Regions from separate parts of the Hordeum vulgare genome. Here region 2 is linked to region 1. A link is a contact called in public Hi-C data. All regions are on one chromosome and are shown on one strand. Each heading gives the region's core, a stretch centred on a gene start, on an enhancer-like site or on the middle of the called end of the contact. The rest is flanking DNA. Distances are from core to core; before and after follow the strand shown. Region 1 holds the start of LOC123445898 (glycerol-3-phosphate 2-O-acyltransferase 6-like). Region 2 holds the start of LOC123445940.

Region 1 (3,561 bases), core at 608-3,107:
GAATATATGTGTACGAAAGTTATTTGGCTGATTTAGATAAGGTCGAAAAAACCTTGCTTAGAAATGAGGTCATTGACCCTATCTTTGGAGTTCTTTTTTAGCACATTTTTCATTAAATTTCAAACACCTCAAATACCTCACCACAACTTTATTTTGGAGTGACTAAGAAGGATCTAATCTTACTTTTTCATTTTGATGTTTTAGACTTGTTTAAATCTTGGTCAAAGTTAGGTTTTACCCGAATTCAAATGAGCAAAAAGAAATCAAAAAATAAATCAACACATATAGTCTGTGTATATAGAATATATGTGTAAGAAAGTTATTTGGCTGATTTAAACAAGATAAAAAAACCTCGTTTAGAAATGAGGCTGTTTACCCTACCTTTTGAGCTCTTTTTTAGCACATTAGGTTTGACCATAATTCAAATGAGCATAAAAATTCAAAAAAAAATCAAAAAAAATGAAAACCAGTGCACATACTCTTCTTATGCCATATACTAGCAATTTAAGTTGATAAACAAGTACTACATACATTCAAATGAAAAAATTGGACGTATGAAGTGAAGAGAAGTGGTTTGGGGTTTGAAACATGAACCACAACTTCATTTGGAATGACTAAGAAGGATCCAGAGTTAGTTTTCATTTTGATGTTTTAGACTTCTTTAAATGTTGGTCAAAGTTAGGTTTGACCAGAATTCAAATGAGCAAAAAAAGAAGAAGAGAAAACAAACGCACATAGTCTAGTGGCGGCGCAGGTAGTGGCGGCGACGGGACAGAGTGGCGTGGAGTGGCCCGACACCGGCTTTGATTTGGGAATGTTGTTGTACGAATAATGCTACACCTACGGAAAGGTTTTACGGACTGATGTTACGGACATGAACGTGGGCTCGTGCAGTTGGCTAGGGTCAATAAAACCTTTGGAAAACACACATTCTATTTCCACAACATTGCGCCACATCAGTCCGTAGCCTCGGCCCGTAGGAATTTGTCCGTAGACGTAGCATTATTGTTGTTGCACGGTCCTACATGTCAGCTCCGGACCCATGTCCACGCGGTCCCACGTGTAAGATCCGTACCCACTACTACTAACGTCGGCGGACGGAATTGACTCAAAACTGTCCGTTTGACCTTGTCATAATAGTTGCGTACAGACTAGGGGCAAAACTGAGCACGATTCGCAACTGAGGGCAAAACTGAGCAAATGGACACCACTGAAGGCAAAAGGATAATTAACCCTACTTTTTTTAATCTTTACCTAATAATAAAGTGGCTATCGCTTGTGTCGAAATTTCCGCCGAGGCATTTTTACAAAAGAAGTCCCTGTCGTTTGGCTGAATAAACCCGCAGTCCATTGTTTATAGTTGAAAAACGTTTTGTTTTTATAAAATCCCCCCTCCCCATGGTCAGCGTCTTCCTATCCTATCGAAAGGCCACACACACCCACCGCCGGCATCTCAGCTCGGCACGAGGAGGCGGGGTCGAGGAAGGGGCGCGCGGGCGCGAGGAGACGGGGACGAGGATGTGCAGGAGGAGCCGAGGAGGTGAGGGAGCTCCCAACCGGTCGCCGGCTTCGGCGCGGAGGCGACCAGCCGGCCGTCGGTCACTTGAGGCGAGGGAGCTCGGGTCACTTTTTTGGTCAGTCCTATTGGCTTGGACTTTCTTGATACGGCTTTCTTGGTCATTTTTTTGGTCAGTCCTAGTGGCGAAGAGGACGCATCACCCTGTAAATCCAAGCCGTGGTTTTTTACCGTAGGCTTTGCAATTTTTTGGATCTCTGATTGGTACGATTAGCCAAGTAGACACCACTTGATAGGCCAGTAAAGTGAAGCACCACAAAAGGGGGACCTTCTTCACATGCATCTTCCAACCTTGCCTCTGTACCAAGCTTTCATGAGGACCATCTAGCCTCTATATTGAATCCTGCCAGCCGGCCACAGATCTGTTCCGAGCTCAGAACCACACGGACGACCCTGTCCATGAAAAGCTTGTGCCGTGTCGACACCACAGCTATCGCCCGTGCAAATTTTTCAGGGTCGCTGAGATTTATTACCACGTTACAGCCCGTGCCCATTGAATCAACATCCAAATGTACCACACTGATCTTCATGCAAAGTGCTGAATGATCTGACTATTACATTGTGCAGTCGCATCTGAGCTAGCACGCCATAATCAGAACGACAGTGCAAAATTGCTGGTTTGCAATTTAATGGGTTAACGGCCCGGAACACACACCATGCATGTCTGCTGAAATCATTGAAGAACCCGGAGCGCAAGGCATCTCGATCATATATCCACTGCGCTTGCTGCCAGCCCTCTTCGTTCACCATCCTGCTATCCACTTACTGAAAATCTTTTCATCCAAGAACCCAGAAGCGGAATGGTGGCTCCAAGGTTCAGGCCGATCGAGGAGTGCGCCGCGGAAGGGCGGTCGCAGCAGGCTGTCGCCGCCGACCTCGACGGCACGCTCCTGCTGTCCCGGAGCGCGTTCCCCTACTACCTCCTCATCGCGCTCGAGGCCGGCGGCGTGCTCCGCGCGCTCGCCCTCCTCCTGTCCGTGCCGTTCGTGTACCTCACCTACGTCTCCGTGTCCGAGCCGCTGGCCGTGCGCACGTTCGTGTACATCGCCGTGGCCGGCCTGAGGGTGAGGGACATCGAGGCGGTGGCCCGGTCGGTGCTCCCGAGGTTCTACGCCGGCGACGTGCATCCGGAGGGGTGGCGGGTGTTCCGCTCCTTCGGCAGGAGGTGCATCGTCACCGCGAGCCCCCGGGTGATGGTGGAGCCGTTCGCCAGGGCGTTCCTCGGCGCCGACAGGGTCATCGGGACGGAGCTGGAGGTGGACAGGTCTGGGAGGGCGACGGGCTTCGTCGCGCAGCCCGGCGTGCTCGTCAGCGAGCACAAGAAGCAGGCGGTGCTGAGGGAGTTCGGCGACGCGCTGCCGGACGTCGGCATGGGGGACAGGGAGAGTGACTTCGACTTCATGTCCGTCTGCAAGGTATGCATGCTCCAGCGCTCGACTTCTCCATGTTCACTTAAATTAATTCCATTAGCCTTCTCGCCGTACATTTCTCGCGTGTACTTGTGCCGCACCCAGTACAGCTCTGTGACATGTATGGCCGTGGGCACTGAATTTATTTGGCGTACATTGACCACTAATACATTAGTGCAGTACATTATACATTGCTTCCCCATCTACGGAGTAGATCGCAGTCTGCAAATTTCAGGGTCGTGGACGGCAGACATGCAGGCAACAACGTTGCATCCATGGTGCTGCGCGAGCCACGATGCCATGAAAGAGGATTAAGAATGCAATTAGGGAAAAACAAAAAATGTAACACTAAAGGAGATTTTTATTTTTTTGAGGGGAACCCTAAAGGAGAATTAACAATGCGAGAAACACTGTAAAAATGTGCTCAAGGAGTGAGTCATGAGGAAACTCAAGGACCACTTATCGAATATCACAGAATCCAAAATGCACATCCCCCCTAAACTAGATTTATAGTAATACATATGCAGATATCTGAATGAGTGATGAGACTTAATACCTGTTTGGCGATGGACCGCT
Region 2 (3,561 bases), core at 343-2,842, 190 kb before region 1:
GACAGGAGCTGCGGGGAGATGGACAGCGGTGAAAGAAGTACCCAGACAGATGCAACTCGTGAATTTGTTTTTCTTAAGTTACCTTGCTGCCATGTACTCTCTCCGTAAACAAATGTAAGATGTTCTAACTCTTCTCTGACTCGAATATACAAAGACGCATTTTGGTGTAGTTCATATGTGGTCTTCTTTTGGTCTACAGAGGGATACACATTAGTTTCAACTGCTATTGTTGTGTAACTTTTAGCCTTTAGGTCCAGAGAAAAACTTTTGTGTACGGGTTTTTATTTCAAAAAACAAACTCCCTCCATCCCAAAATAAGTGTCTCAACTTTAAACTAACTCTAGTACAAAATTGTACTCCCTCCGTTCCTAAATATAAGACCTTTTAGAGATTACACTATGGAATATATACGGATGTATATAGACATATTTTAGAGTATAGATTCACTCATTTTACTCCGTATGTAGTCTATAGCGTAATCTCTAGAAGGTCTTATATTTAGGAACGAAGGGAGTATTAAGTTTGAGACATTTATTTTGGGACGGAGGAAATATAAACTAAAATTGTTTGGAGTGGTTAATCTTTATCTACAGGTCTGTGAGGACTGAAAGATAATGTCTCATTGCCAAATTAAACGCAGCAATCAAAGGCCAGTTCAGCATCCAGCCAGTAATTATTACCATCTATCCAGGGAATAATTTTACTGAGCCCTCTGATCTGTGCAACAGAGAGAGGATACAGAGAAGACCAACCACAAACAAATCAGACAAGACATGAGAATGGCAAGTTTGGGTATCACACAACAAATCAGGTACAGAACTAGTAATAGACTCATCACATGATACCTGAAGGTTCCAATTCAACCGCCCCACTCAACAATCAGGAAAAAGAAGAAGAAATCAAAAGCCTCAGTTTGTCCTAGCAAAATTATGGCAACATGTTCGCCGCCAGTCGCCGAATTAGACAGTGTAGCAGCTAGCCTCTTCTCGCGAATCGCATCGCACGAAGAGGATGATACGAAAAGAATCCGTTAAGAAACAGGGTCGATTATAGTAGTATGTGGGTGTCACCCGGCCGATGAAGGGTCGGTCCACCGGCGATTTCAGCGGTGCGCCGTGACGAGCGTCTCGATGAACCGCAGCCCGTCGAACCTCGGCGCGAACCTGTCGTCCCGGCCGCCCGACGACGAGGATCCCTGCGGAAAGCAGCGCGAGGGACAAGGCAGGTCAAGGCGCCGTCGTGATCCCGAATCAAAATCGCAGACGAAGAAGGTCACTCGGGAGGGGGAGGAAGGGAGGGAGAAAAGAGTGATCCGCGAGGAGGAACCTGCTGCCGGAGGAGGAACCGGTCGCATCTGCCGACGACGGCGAGGGCGGTCGCCGGCGCCGTCGGGGCGCGGTCCTCGCACGCTAGGAGCTCGGCGCCGGAGGCCACGGCGACGGCGGCCGCGGACGCGACGGCGGCTGCGAGCCCCCACATCATCGTCGATCCACTTTCCCCCTCCTCCTCTGGCGGCTGGCTGGCACGGGGGAGAGGGGCGTGAACGCTGGCGTCACGCTGGAATCTCTTTGGCGGGCTGGAACGGGAAGGAACCGTGCCGACGGCTAGCCGCGTAGTATTTTTATATGGCCGTGGGATGGTTGCGGGCAGTTTCGCCTTTGCTGCTGGGCTTTTCTTGTTCCGGGCTGCTTCCTCGCTCCAGTACAATATTTTTGGTCTTTGTGTCTGTTATGTACAGCGTGAAGATGCTGTTTTAGGCCGCTGGCTATTGTTATGCCAGCAATAGACAATAGTCAATATAATAACCAACACTTATAGTACTTTCTCCTAGTGGTACTCTTAGTATTAAAATGTAAGACTTTTTTAGTAAAATGTAAGGGAGTACTTTCTTACTATTAAAATGCAAGACTTTTCCCCTCAAAAAGTTTACGTTCTAAGACAGGGAAAGCCACGAAAAAATTACTACTTTAGTAACATATGACTCACCTCACACTCTTATTTTTCAGAATCCATGTTATAGCTGGTTGTAAATTTACATTCCGCTTCTCTTCTCACTCCTCTTCATTCTCTTCGAACTCTATAAAGATATATTATCTCGTCCTATAAAATTGTCTTGATTTTCTTTACACAGATATATTAAAATGAATCTAGATACGGATGTATCCAGATAAATCCAAAACAAGTACTTCCTCTGTTCGAAATTACTTGTTGTACAAGATAAAAACAAATGTATTTAAAATTTAAATATGATTATATACATCATTTTTGCGATAATTAATTCCGGACGGAGGGAGTAATTTGGGACGAAGGGAGAAAATTTTTAATCCGCATAGTCCGCTTATATTATCTTTTTATACTTGCACTACTCCAGGAGAACCTCTGGTTCTGAAGCATTTTTTTTACTAGATGTGCAGTACTAGGGCCGGCACATACAATTTTTTATTCGTGCTCGGTCACCCAGGGATTGGTTGTGTTCGTTTCTTCTGCAATTTTTTTGTTTCGTTTTTTTTTTTGTTTCTTCACCGGTTTTCTTCATTTCCTTTTGTTTTTCTTCATTTTCACCGGATTTATTCATTTCTTTCATGATCTTTTCTTTGATTTTCTTTTTTTCTTTCCGATTTCCGTTTGCTTTTTCTTGATTTTCTCCAGTCTTCTTAGTTTTCTTCCTTAGTTTTTGTTCTTATGCATTTCTTTTATTACATTTTACTGGTTTTATTCGTTTCTCTTTGTTTCTTTTTCGTGTTTCATCTGTTCTTTTTTGTTCAACACGCATTCAACTTTCTTTACATCAGAAACATATTTTAGATACATGTTATTTTTTGGAAACCTATGCATTTTATCTCTATTTTTCCATCAAATTATTTTGTTTATAAATAAATTTTTATATGACTTAGAAAAATAAGACTACCATTTTTATAATACATGGTCTACAACTTTCAATAAACCGCAGATATTTTTTTAGTGGCAATAATCATTTTTCCACACCAAGTGTACATTTTTCATACACATCATGGACTTTTATATACATTAGAAACATTTTTCTAAAAATAATTTACCTATCCACATTTATATACTGCGATCAACATTTTAAAATATTCTATTGGGATCAACATTTTAAAATATTGTATTTTTGTATATATTTTTCATATACTCCATCTTTAAACTAATATAAGACCCTTTCTATCACTAGTTGTAAGACCGTCAAGATCACTAGTCTAGTGATCTAAATGGTCTAATATTTGCTTACAGAGCAAATACACGTAAAACATATTTTCTATATACATATAACGTTCTCTTGATATTTGATTAAAAAATTCAAATACTTGATTAACATTTTAAAATACATGATCAACTTTTTTCATATATATTAAATATTTCTATATATATATATATATATATATATATATATATATATATATATATATATATATATATATATATATATATGTGTGTGCAGTATACATGATAAACATTTTCTCTATACCCATTTAATATTTTTCAAATGCTTGGTTTACAGTTTTCAAATATATTAATCTAATATACATATATCTATTATATTTG

What was found. Hi-C and Micro-C count contacts between places; a contact is called where the count stands out from the background.
Region 2: a contact with region 1 is called in a Hi-C map of leaf, with 2.8 times the contacts expected there. The contact joins the promoter of LOC123445940 here to the promoter of LOC123445898 in region 1. A contact is called at or near these places in 1 of 6 Hi-C or Micro-C datasets (leaf) and 1 of 1 datasets of contacts at active chromatin or transcription factors (embryo).

Annotation. Positions count from the first base shown.
Region 1 is chr1H:467,802,778-467,806,338 of MorexV3_pseudomolecules_assembly, reverse strand. LOC123445898 (glycerol-3-phosphate 2-O-acyltransferase 6-like) reads left to right here and starts at 1,857. Exons shown (of 3, transcript XM_045122817.1): 1 at 1,857-2,991. The coding sequence starts at 2,377.
Region 2 is chr1H:467,994,188-467,997,748 of MorexV3_pseudomolecules_assembly, reverse strand. LOC123445940 reads right to left here and starts at 1,592. Exons shown (of 2, transcript XM_045122820.1): 1 at 1,327-1,592; 2 at 794-1,195. The coding sequence starts at 1,482. The coding sequence ends at 1,103.